Regions from separate parts of the Mus musculus genome. Here regions 2 and 3 are each linked to region 1. Evidence: chromatin contacts called from public HiChIP or PLAC-seq data. All regions are on one chromosome and are shown on one strand. Each heading gives the region's core, a stretch centred on a gene start, on an enhancer-like site or on the middle of the called end of the contact. The rest is flanking DNA. Distances are from core to core; before and after follow the strand shown. Region 1 holds the start of Polh (polymerase (DNA directed), eta (RAD 30 related)). Region 2 overlaps Capn11 (calpain 11). Region 3 holds the start of Bicral (BRD4 interacting chromatin remodeling complex associated protein like).

Evidence for each region. HiChIP or PLAC-seq counts read pairs in DNA pulled down with a chosen protein or histone mark.
Region 2: a contact with region 1 is called in an H3K4me3 HiChIP or PLAC-seq map of bone marrow-derived macrophages, with 4 times the contacts expected there. The contact joins the enhancer-like site here to the promoter of Polh in region 1. A contact is called at or near these places in 1 of 39 promoter capture datasets (neural stem cells), 1 of 15 datasets of contacts at CTCF or cohesin (the NIH/3T3 cell line), 3 of 115 datasets of contacts at active chromatin or transcription factors (the 230-238 cell line, bone marrow-derived macrophages and pancreatic cancer cells) and 1 of 9 other capture datasets (liver).
Region 3: an H3K4me3 HiChIP or PLAC-seq map of bone marrow-derived macrophages shows a contact between it and region 1, with 4 times the contacts expected there. The contact joins the promoter of Bicral here to the promoter of Polh in region 1. A contact is called at or near these places in 3 of 39 promoter capture datasets (hippocampal neurons, liver and pre-B cells), 1 of 484 Hi-C or Micro-C datasets (cortical neurons) and 1 of 115 datasets of contacts at active chromatin or transcription factors (bone marrow-derived macrophages).

The regions. Positions count from the first base shown.
Region 1 is chr17:46,199,674-46,203,948 of GRCm38.p6, reverse strand. Polh (polymerase (DNA directed), eta (RAD 30 related)) reads left to right here and starts at 1,308. Exons shown (of 11, transcript NM_030715.4): 1 at 1,308-1,552. Xpo5 (exportin 5) reads right to left here and starts at 1,138. Exons shown (of 32, transcript NM_028198.3): 1 at 924-1,138. The coding sequence starts at 1,028.
Region 2 is chr17:45,628,332-45,632,103 of GRCm38.p6, reverse strand. It overlaps Capn11 (calpain 11), which reads left to right. Exons shown (of 22, transcript NM_001013767.2): 19 at 17-95; 20 at 203-316; 21 at 1,320-1,378; 22 at 1,493-1,900. The coding sequence ends at 1,519. Among named protein-coding and RNA genes, the nearest start is that of Gm52283, 3.3 kb to the right of the region's middle. Within about 2 kb of position 1,998, at least 116 of the 459 cell types and tissues checked have an H3K27ac peak or open chromatin away from gene starts, as enhancers often do. A contact at or near this core is called in bone marrow-derived macrophages, liver and neural stem cells, where this site is marked.
Region 3 is chr17:46,829,015-46,832,756 of GRCm38.p6, reverse strand. Bicral (BRD4 interacting chromatin remodeling complex associated protein like) reads left to right here and starts at 1,344. Exons shown (of 11, transcript NM_001100452.1): 1 at 1,344-1,806; 2 at 2,644-2,692; 3 at 2,777-2,845. The coding sequence starts at 1,766.

The DNA.
Region 1 (4,275 bases), core at 59-2,558:
AACTAAGGGTGCCAGGAGGAGTCAGTGAACAAGCAAATCTGTGTATCATCTGAGTTTAGGTCACAGGCCTATTCGGGATCACTCTGGTGCTCTGTTTCTTTGCCTATGTAAAATTCTTCACAATCAAAGACAAAGCAAACAGAGTTGTTTGATTCCAAATCCTGTGCCACATACATCTATATGTTGGCGCTTACTCTAATAGAGAGAAGCTCTGTTGAAGGTATTAGCGTTCCCAAATAGCAAAAGCTGAACTAGACCCTGGCGCAGAGAGCACCCGGGACGCAAGAGAATTACTTCCAGGAAACCAAAGTGCCCCGGTGCAAATAAATGCAAAGCCGGTGGTAAAGCTCGTCTTCGCGCAAAAACAGCCGGAGACTATCTCACAGGTATAAACGAGGAAGGAGCGTCACAAATTAGCCCAGAGATGGCCAAGACTCGAAAGATAGAGGTATGTAAGGATGTAAGAAAATGGACACACGGGGATCTAGAATCAGCACAAGTCTGGAGTGATCAGCAGGGAAGAATGAAGGTGGCACTGGGGCAGGAATTTGCACGTGCGCTCCCGGAACGCCAGGGAATGTGGGGTTTGCCCCGGCGTCAGAGCCGGCACAGCCTGCGTGGGTGGAGACCGCGGTGTGATCTAGAGTGAAGAGAAGTGAGGAGTGGGCAAAAAAGCCACTGAGACATGGCGAGGAGATGTGCAACAGTTAGGGACCCTTGCGTGTGATGCAAAGGCAAGCGCGCAGGCAAGAAAAGACTCAAGTGGGAGGAGGTGAGGGCCGCGACCAGAAGCCACCCTCCCCACGGGCAGTGGGAAGATCAAAGGCCGCATAGGCAGGAGACAAACTGAGTTTGGAGAGGCCGTGAGGGAAGCCTGGGATAGGGTTCTCGGGGCAGGCCCAGGCCGCCAGGACCCCAGCTACCTTGAGGGCTTCCAGCCGGTAGCGCTGGGTAGAGCTGGGGTCCATCATGACCGTCACCGCTTTCACTAGCTCCTCGCACAGCGCGTTCACTTGCTCCATCTCCATGGCTAGAGCCGGGAACCCCACCGGCGTCCCGGGAGCACGAGGTTACGCACAGTTCCCCTGGCGGGACCACACGTTGATACCGGGCCGCGGCGGGCTGGGGGTGGGGAAACGGGAGGGAGGAGCGTGAGTCCCAGAAGTTGGAGCTGGGAAGAACCCAGCGCTGCGCATGCGCCGGAGCCGCCACGGCGCATGCGCGCGCGGAAGTGGCCGCTTCGGGTGACGGCCGCGCCTGGCGGGGCGGGGCTGGGGAACGGAAGTTCCGCGGTGCGCAGGCGCGTCAACCGTCCCTCGCGGCGCGCGCGGTGCTGAACTCCAAATTTCCTCTGGGCTTGCTGTGGGGCGTAAACCTGCAGGCTGGAAGGGCTGTTGGCTCGGCGGGAGCCTAGGGCTACCTACTCGGATCTGTGTTATCAGATTACACTCACTTGCTCCTGGGAAGGCGACGACGACATCTAGACGCTGTCATTGGACTCCGCCCGGAGCCCGCAGCTTCGCTCTTGGCAGTTTTGACAGGTGTCGCCTTGGTAAGGACATTAAAACACGGCTCGGGATCGCTATATCGGATGGCTTTTGAAGCCTTGGCTGTCGCTTTTACTTGGGGGTGACTGGGCCGAAATGAAAAGCATGCTTACTGGGAGAGAAGGCTCTAAGAGTGTCTCTAAGGAGAGTTTTCTTGTAGAAAGAGTTTTTCTTGTAATTTTTAAACCTTCCTCTTCACTGGTCCATATTTTCTCGTGCGTCTTACTACACGACCGACTCCCAAACGTGCTTTTGTACAGAATGGGATGAACTGAGATGTTGGAAAACGCATCCCAACTATACCTCTGGGAGGCTGAGGCAGGAGGATTGCTTCCAGTTTGAGGCCAGACTGAGCTGCAAAGTGAGACCCTGCCTCACGAAACAAAACCCATCCCAAATTTACGTAGTCTTTTACGTTTTGGCATTGTGCAGACTTTGCCAATACATAAAAGTACGAAAGGAACACATAAAAGACTTAAGGCTGTATCATCTCTTATCCTGCATATGTTTTAGGAGGTGTTTTTCCACTTAGTAAATTGTTGCCCTTAAATCACAGCTTCGCTTCCAGTTTTACCTCTGATATTTATATTGAATATGGTACTTATCCTGTATTGATTGCGACAATACATTTGCCACCTTCTAGCTTTATCTGTTCCAGTACTACAGAAAAGCCACGCCAGAGCACAAGGACGCCTGACTTAAGTGTAAAAGGTTTCTAAACGTACGATCATTTTGTTTTAGGTGAGGGGCGAGATTTGTAAGGTGTTAATGCTTTGAACATTCAGTATCTTCTTAATTATTTTCTTTACAGTAATTTTGCAGCTTTGTAGTAGTAGTTGCTTGGCACTGTTTTCAATGTGATTGTTTATTTGAAAAATAACTGTTTAAAGTTACAGTTGGGTGCTAGCTCACTCATCTGTATAACCTGTTTCTTGTATTTAAATCATGAATTTCCTGTGTTTCTGTAAAGTATTATTTGTGATAGGCCATTGGTATGCAAAGCTACTGCACATTGGAATTGTCTCGAGAGCCTTTAAGACTGTCTGCGTCATCTCAGCGTTTGGTGGGAGGAGCAAGCAGCTCGGGGCTCATCCTTGGATGCAGAGCAAGTTTTGAGGCCGATTTGGACTACATGGCATTCAGAACCATTCTTGAAAACAAAAAAAGAAATTGCACAAATAGAAAATCACTAAACATCACAAAGTAGTCCTCACAGGTCGGATCTATTCATAGTTGCATAGTTATTGAAAATTTGCAGAGAAACGGGATATTTACATAGTGTTAGATTATCTTCTTCATTTATGTGTGTCTGTGTTTTCTTCCTACTTTCTATGTAACCCAGTCTGGCCTTGAACTTCAAACCTTTTTGTCTTAGCCTCTTGAGTGCTAGAACTTAAGATCTGTGCCACCATGCTCCATAGCCAAATGTTTCTAAAAAGTATTTCAAGATTTGAAATTTGCTTTTTATGGTGGCACACACCTTTAGCCCCAGTACTCAGGAGGCAGTTTGGTCTACAGAGTGAGTTACAGGGTAGCTAGAGCTACTCAGGGAGACCCTGTCTCACCGACACCCCCAACTCTTCATGAATGCTATGATATTACATATATTTATTATCTTTCCAAATTCACAGAATAATTTGGAATTTCCAGATTCCAGGATGCCCTTCCTGGCATATGACCAATTTATGCCATTACATACGTAGACATGCACACAGAGACACTTGCTAAGGTTTAAAGTTGTGGACTTGAGAATGCTAGGAAAGAGCTCTAAAGTTGAGCAACACTCCCCAAATACTCCAAATTGTAACACCTGGAACTGTGTGAATAGATAACTTGTATCTTTTAGAGAATGATGGGAAGTGTCCAGGTGCTTTCATTGCATGCTTTTTTTTCCTGAATATTTTCACTCTGAGGTTGATTGATACAGAACATTTTCTTCTCTTTTCCCTAAATCTATGTTTGAGATCTGCCAATCAACTAGAATACTCCTTGGTCCTCTCCCCGTAGTGATGTACATTGTTGGTGTTTTGTTCTCTGGTTTTAATTTTCATTTCTCCGTGATGGATGATGCTAAGTCCATTGTTAGGCACTGTGGTAGTTTGGGTGAAAACAGACCCGTAGACTTGTATGTCTGAATACTTGGTCCTTAGTAGAACTGTTTGGAAAGAATTAGAAGAATGGCTTTGTTGGAAGAGCTGTTTTTAAGGTTTCAGAAACCCACCCCGAAGCCCAGTTTGCTCTCTCTGCCTTTGGATCAAGATATAAAGTTCTCAATGACTGCTCCAGTACCATGCCTGTCTTCCTGCCATGATGATCATGGACTAACCCTCTAGAACTGTAAGCAAGCTCCCAGTTAAAGGCTTTCTGCTGCCTTGGTCATGATGTCCCTTCACAGCAACAGAGCAGCAGCTAAGTCAGGCAACTTTTGGCTATATGTGTATCTTTTACGAATGTCTTTTTCTTAGAATGAGTAGCTAGATGTGATGGTGCATGCTTGTAATCCCACCACTTGGGAGGTAGAGGCAGGAGGATCAAGTAGCGTTTGAGCCAAGCAGAACTATACTTAAAGCTTTAAATATTCTATCACCTTCATAAAGTTATACTAGCTTATTCTCATGTCAACATGAAATATCCTTCATTCTTATTAGTTTTCACATTCCTATTGTTGTGGCTCATCAATTAGAATGTAAATATATGGTAGTTACTGTTTTGAGACAGAGTCTTGCTA
Region 2 (3,772 bases), core at 749-3,248, 570 kb after region 1:
CTCTGTCTGTCTTCAGGAAATCTTCAAAGAGTGTGATGAGGACCGCTCAGGGAACTTGAACTCCTATGAGATGCGCCTGGCAATAGAGAAAGCAGGTGGCGCCCTGCAGGGGCCAGGAGCCGGGAGGTTGTGTCCAGACCTGAACTCTGCCCTTACTGTCCCCCCCCCCCCAACCCCTCACACACACACATCTGTTCCCTAGGCATCAAGATGAACAACAGAGTGACCGAGGTAGTCGTTGCCAGGTACTCGGATAACATGATTGTGGACTTTGACAGCTTCCTCAACTGTTTCCTGAGGCTCAAGGCCATGTTTGGTAAGTGAGGCACCTGCCCCCTCTTGGTTAGGCCAGGAGAGCTAGCTGCCTTGCTCCCACATCCATTCATCCTGAGGTCTGTTGCTAACAGAACCTCTCCCACACAGACAGAGCACACACCTGACCCAAGTTCAAGTCCACAACGTGCTGGGGCTGTGACTTCTGTCTGTACTCCCATTTCCTTCTCTAGAAAATATGATATGGACAGTCACCGTTCTGCCCCAGGGGGTGGGGATGGAGCCCGTTAGTAGGGTGTTTTTGCCTAGCTGGACCAAGCCCTGGTGTGGTGACACACACCTTTAACCCCAACACTCTGGAGATGGGGGCAGAAAAATCAGGAGTTGAAAGTCATCCTCAGCTACAGAGTGAGCCTGAGGCCAGCCTGGGTCAGCCAGAAGACTCTTGTCTCAAAAATAAATAAATAAATAAATAAACAAACAAACAAATAAATAAATAAATATGAAAAGATTGTCCCAACGATAAAAAAAAAAGCCCATATTTATAATTCTTGAACTTGGGAAGCTGAGACAGGAGGATCACAAGTTTGGGGCAACCCTGGCTACTTAGTGAGACTCTGGGTTAAAACAATAGGGAGCAAGATGAGTCAGCATATAAGAGTGCTTGCTACCAAGTCTGAAGACCTGAGTTCAGTTCCAGGGCCCACGTGGTGGAAGGCGAGCATCAGCAGCCTCAGGTTGTCCTCTGAGCTCCACAGGTGCAAGCTGTCATATATATGCACCTGCATGCCCCTCTCACACACAATAAATTAGTGCAAAACAAATAAGTCAGTGCCCCCCTCCTCTTCCCAGGGCTCTATTCAAAGTAAATGGGTCCGAGCCAAGCGCTCTGAACCAGACCCATCTCCTAACCAGGGTAGCTGTGATTCACTCCTGATGAAAAAGGGATACCTTTCTACTACCTTTCGGGTCTTTTAAACCCTCATCTCAGATCTAACCCCGCCCCCGCCCTCTACCCCTGCCCCACGCCCTTATCCTTAAAACAGCGTTCTTCTTATCCATGGACACCAAGAAAACTGGTTCTATTTGCTTGGATATTAACCAGGTAAGAGGGAAGGCATGGGAAGGGTCGTCTGGCCACACCCTGAACCCCTCCCCTCTAGTCCCACCCACTCTCCATCCTCTGCAGAAAGTCTCCTCTTTTCTGCTGTCTTTGCAGTGGCTGCAAATAACCATGTGGGGGTAGGGAGATGCGAAGCCTGGCTCCCTCGTTCCTCCCTCCGCCGGTGGCGCTCCTGCTCCGGCCAGGATGGTGGATGCTCCTTGTCGCTCTCGCTCTCCAGTGCCCCAGGCACAGTGTTTACTCTGGTCCCCTGATCCGGGCTGACCGGAACACCAACACCCCCCTCCCCCACCCCCACCACGCCCCGAGCACTCTCACGCCGTATTTAGACTAAAAATGAGGTGGATTCTCCGCCAGTTTTTCTCTGGCGAAGGCAATCTTCAGCTTAAGTGTTCCCGCGTGCTGTCAACTCACACCCGCCTCCTAGCCCGCCCTCTTGTCAGGAATTCCATCGCCTCCCCGCGCCGCGTCGTACACATTATTCTAATAAAGAGGACAAGGTTATTTTCCCACTTAATTCTTCAATACCAAAGAGGGGCTCTGCAAATGTGCTTGTCTACAAATTACTAGGGGGCGCTGCAGGGTTACAGGATGTTAAACGCAGCTCAGCCCCAAGCTTTGAAAACATTAGGAACTCTTAGATGCGTTGAACGTTGTGGGGTGGAGGGGCGCCACTGAGCCAATGGCCAGCGAAGCCTGACCTGGGGCTGACAAAGCCAAGAGGCCACAAGGCTTTGAGGTGCCTTTGTCCTATTTTCCCTCAAACTGCCCCTCCTCCAAAGACCGCACCGCAGGGGTCTCAAAGATCAGAGGACAAGCTCCAGGTGTGTGTGTTGGGAGTGGTGGGGGTGACCAACGCCTTTAATCCCCAGACTTGAGAGGCAGGTGGATCTCTATGAGTTCAGGCCAGCCTGGTCTACAGAGGGAGTTCCTAAGACAGCCAGGGCCCTGTCTTGGAAACCAAACCAAACCAACCAACCAAATCAAAGGACAGGCAGTTAGTTGCAAGAGCCAGCTGGTAGACCACACAATGAGGAGTCCCTTCTGGTAGGCGACTGGAGGTCTGTCTTCCGGCTGCTGTACGGGCTCCGGACTGGCTGGGTGGGCTGAGAGCAGCTGGTGTTTCTCCATCTCATCTCAGGACTTGGATTGCAGATGCGTACCCCCTTATCTGGCTTTTTAAAGTGAATCCCTGGGTCCCAACCATCAGGCTTGAGTGGCAGGCCATCTTCCTGGTCCTCGCTCTTCCTTCTCTTATAGAGCCAGTAATAATGCCACCATAGGACCTTCCTCCCGTGACTCAGCCTCCTAGATAAGGCTTCCCTTAGATTAAACCACTTCCCTTAGATTAAACCTTCGTTCCACAGAGCAATCAGGATACTTCCTGCCTCTGTGTACAGCTTCCTAGGGACCGGTGGTTTCTGTCAAATTCTGCAAATTCCCCCAAATTCTGGCAGTTAGACAAAAGCCAACATAGGTCAGGAACTTAGGAAGCCAGTCCCACCTCTGCCAAGAGAAGCCTTTCCCCTTATCACTAACAGAGGGAACAAGTAGCTACCTGCGGTGTTTATTAGTATACCAAAGTTCCCTGAGTGTCACACGTGTCTGTTACACATTGCAGAGTCCATGTCTGCATCCTGGCTCCTCTCAGCCCTTCCTACACCTGCTCAGTCTTATAACCCTGCTATTTTGACTCTCTCTCTCTCTCTCTCTCTCTCTCCACTCCAGTCTTTTGCCTGTGTTCTCCTGGTCTCCCTCCTTCTCCCACCTCTCTCTACCGGCCATATTCAATCTTCTCTCTCTCTCTCTCTCTCTCTCTCTCTCTCTCTCTCTCTCTCTCTCTCTCGTCCCTACAGTAAAAACCTTCCCTTAATCACACCATGGAGCCGGGCAGTGGTGGCACACGCCTTTGATCCCAGCACTCAGGAGGCAGAGGCAGGCTGATTTCTGAGTTCGAGGCCAGCCTGGTCTACAGAGTGAGTTGCAGGACAGCCAGGGCTACACAGAGAAATCCTGTCTCGGAAAAAAACAAATAAATAAAAAAATAAATAAATCACACCATGGACCTGATCTGTCGTCTGTTTATATATACACAGTTTGCAGTTTCCTGAAGAGCAGAGCCTACTGGGACAGACGCTGTGCAGACAGCTGGGATTGCCATCCTTTGAGATCCTTTCCCAGTGCTCCAGCCCTACCCCTTCTCTGTCACTCTAAAGATCAATTTAGTCAGCTTGTACAGAGCTGCCTCTTCCCCCTCTCATGGCCACACCCGACTGACTGTCCCTTGAGGAATTGGTTCCTGTCCCTCCAGCCCTTTGTTTTCCTCTCCTTTGCCTTGTGATCAGTCACACTCTCCAGGGAGCCTCTGAGCCTATT
Region 3 (3,742 bases), core at 95-2,594, 630 kb before region 1:
GCCAACAGCTTCTGCTTCATGTATCCCACTCTCCTTCCTTCTCCCTCACCCATCCTCTCTCCCCACCCTGCACTCTGCTCAGTGGATTATAATCAGCCCAGTCACTCCGCAACCCTTCGAATCCAGCCACCTACAGGAGGGTCCCACATCAGGAAACTTACCCTTCCACATTCTTCTAGAGTAGAGAAAGTGTCCTTCCCCGTGGCAGGAGGGAATACCACAGCTGTTAGGCCTTATGATTGGTTTGGAGGAACTAATGGGAGAAGGAAGTTTGAACAGAGAAAAATCTCTCCTTAAGACTCACCCTTCCCTCTGCCTTTTCTGGGTATGCCCCTCCTCTGGGCATCTCTTCAGGATTTCATTCCTGCGTCCAACTGCCGTTCACAACTGCCCTTTCCAACTGCTCCAGAACTCTTGGCCCTGGTGTTCTGTGATGTAAATTATTCCACGCATGGCTTGAAATGGGTGAGAAGCAGGGTTGCCAGGTGTCGGGTCACTAGTGTAAGTTGACTGGCTCTCGGGGGAGAACCACGGCTGGAATTTGTTCAGTTGTTACAGTCTGGGCCAGAGCTGTGCTGGCCATGCTTGTGGCTGCTGCAGGCAGAGAGAGGGAGCTCCGAGCTGCAGTGGGGAGAACTTGGGCTGCAGTTTCTACTTTAAACATTCCTGGTCCAGCTATGGACTATTCGGCATTGAACTTGGACAGTATTTCTGCACTGGGAAGCACCCAAGGCCCACGACCAGAGCCTGTATGGCTTGCACCACAGGGCCTCCTGGTCTGTCTCCAAATGTGGGGAGAACCCGCATTCTGCCTTCCCAAAGATCACCAAAATACGTTGAGAAGTCGGAGTTGCTCTCAGTGTTTAGACGCATCCGGTCACAACCCTGAAGGACTTCAGAATCTGAGAGCTTTCCTAAAGCAAAATTTTGTCTCTGCCCTTACTCATTCTACGTTTGATGGCATAAGTCCTCCTTCATGGTCTCTCTCGGGAATCTGCATGTGGCCGGTGGCTGCAGCTATCTTAGATGTGTCTAAACTCTTTGGACCTCTATGTTGAAACTGATTTATAGGAGAAACAATTTAAGTCAAAAATGTATTCAAGTAACTGTTAATTTCACATATTTCTACCTTTTTGTTGTTGTTGTTGTTTTTCGAGACAGGGTTTCTCTGTGTAGCCCTGGCTGTCCTGGAACTCACTTTGTAGACCAGGCTGGCCTCAAACTCAGAAATCCGCCTGCCTCTGCCTCTGCCTCCCGAGTGCTGGGATTAAAGGCGTGCGCCACTACGCCTGGCACCTTTTGTTTTTGTTTTTGTTTTTGTTTTTGTTTTTTGTTTTTGACATGGGGTCTCATGTAGCCCAGGCTGGCCTCAACCTTGTCATGTAGGCAAGGGTAGCCTTCACCTCCTGATCCTCCTGTCTCTGCCTTCCAACTCCTGGGATCAAGGTGTTTGCCAGTGTGTCTGGCTTGCTTGGCTATTTGTTTATTTACTTATGAGCTGCGGTCTTGCTATTGTCCAGGCTGACCTTGAACTCTTGGACTCAAGTTCCCTTCCTTACTGAGTCCTACCTGAGTGGCCAGGACTACTGGCAAATGACACTGTGCCCACCAGCCACAACATTTTTCCCATGGTAGGCTTGATAGGTGACTAGGGAAAGCTCCCGTGCTGACAGTTGTGTGGAGGCTCAGCGTGCTCCACTGCATCCATATTGCTGGCCGCCCTGCTCCGACTCACTGCCTCCCTCCCTCTCTCCTTGCAGTTGTCATGGATGATGACGATGACTCCTGTCTCCTCGATCTTATTGGGTAAGATGCTCCTGTGGGGCCCAGGGTGGACCGCTCGTGTGAGGTGTGAGGAGTAGAAAGAGCTCTGTAGCTATCTTAAGCTCCTGGCCTTTTAAAATAAAAAATAATACTTTACCATGGTTACAGCAATAACTAGCACAGAGAGTTTGTGTGTTTGTTTGTTTGTACTAAGATTTTGTTATACCAGGCAGTGGTGGCACACACCTTTAATCCCAGCACTTGGGAGGCAGAGGCAGAGGCAGGCAGATTTCTGAGTTTGAGGCCAGCCTGGTCTACAGAGTGAGTTCCAGGACAGCCAGGGCTACACAGAGAAACCCTGTCTCAGAAAACAAAAATAAATAAATAAACAAATAAATAAGATTTTATTTATTTTATGTATAAAGTACACTGTCATTGTCTTCAGAAGAGGGCATCAGATCACATACAGATGGTTGTGAGCCACCATGTGGTTGCTGGGATTTGAACTCAGGACATCAGGAAGAGCAGTCAGTGCTCTTAACTGCCACAGAAAGGTAGTTTTACACACAGGTCATAACTCAGCAACCCATTCCTTTTGGTTTTACTTGTTATTTTTTTTAGTAAGTCTGGGGATGGCAGGCCAGGGTGTTGCTTAGTTTTATTTTTAGCTCACCAAGCAAGGGCAAGGTCCAAGTTCACCCCCCAGGACTGAAGCAGTAGGCGCTTCCCAGAGACAGAAGTGTAGAAAATGGTTTAAAATGGAGAGATTTCACTGGAGCTAGTGTTTCGTTTCTTTTTGCCTTATATAACTATCAGCAGCTATTTACGTAGAAGTAGCAGTACTTACTTGTTTCACTCTCTCACTTCCTTCTTTTCTAGAGACCCACAAGCATTGAACTATTTTCTGCACGGACCTAGCAGTAAATCGGTAAGTGACAGACAAGTGTCTCAGGCTCGGCTTTTGTCTCTCCAAGCCCTGCAGTAACTGCCATGTTGAATTCCCCCTCTGCAGGGCAGCGATGATGTGACGAACGCAGGGTATTCTGCAGCCAATTCTAATTCAATTTTCGCCAACTCCACGGTGAGTGCTGAAAACCAGACCTGAAGCCTTTCTGTCTCAAGGAAACCTTACAAGAGAGGCTTCGATTGCCTCTGTAGAGTGCAAAGAATCATTACCTCACCTTGTGACTGACAGGAGAGGGAAAACCTGGATGACAGTATGTCAGTGCTCTGTTTGTCATAGAATCAGGCTCTTAAGTTTCTTCTTGCTTTTGACATTCCTCTATGTTACGTATGCGTGAGTGCCTGAGTGTACGTGTATCGATCAGGAGGAGGACCGCCTTGAGTTGGCTGTCTCTTTCCACCAAGTAGGTCCCACAGATCAAATCCCAGGCTTTGTGGTGAGCCTTCACCCTCTGAGCCGTCCCTCTGGCCCAGCACGTCCAGCTTTCTAAGCCTTCAACCTTATGAAGTGACGCCAGTGTTGTGACATTAGAATGTTTTGAATCAGCTGGGCGTGGTGGCGACACCTTTAATCCCAGCACTCGGGAGGCAGAGGCAGGTGGATTTCTGAGTTCAAGGCCAGCCTGGTCTACAGAGTGAGTTCCAGGGCAGCCAGGGCTACACAGAGAAACCCTGTCTCGAAAAAACAAAAAACAAAACAAAACAAAAAAGAATGTTTTGAATCTTGTCATAGGAGCTTTAAGGAGACTTTTTAATGATTAGTTACTTACAGATAATGTTATAAACAAGATAAGGTAGTAGCTAACACTGTTGAGGGGTAATATGTGCTTGTGAGGAGGGCTCGTGCAGACTGCATCTGATGCTCACAGTCCCTGCAGGAAGTGGTTTTACCGTTAGCTCTGTCTTGTAGACAAGGAAGCTAAGGCACAGAGAGGTTTACCCAGCCAAGAGGTTCAGTGCTAGGATTCTGACTCAGGCCCTAACCTCAACAGCATGGTCTGTTAAGATCTAGGAG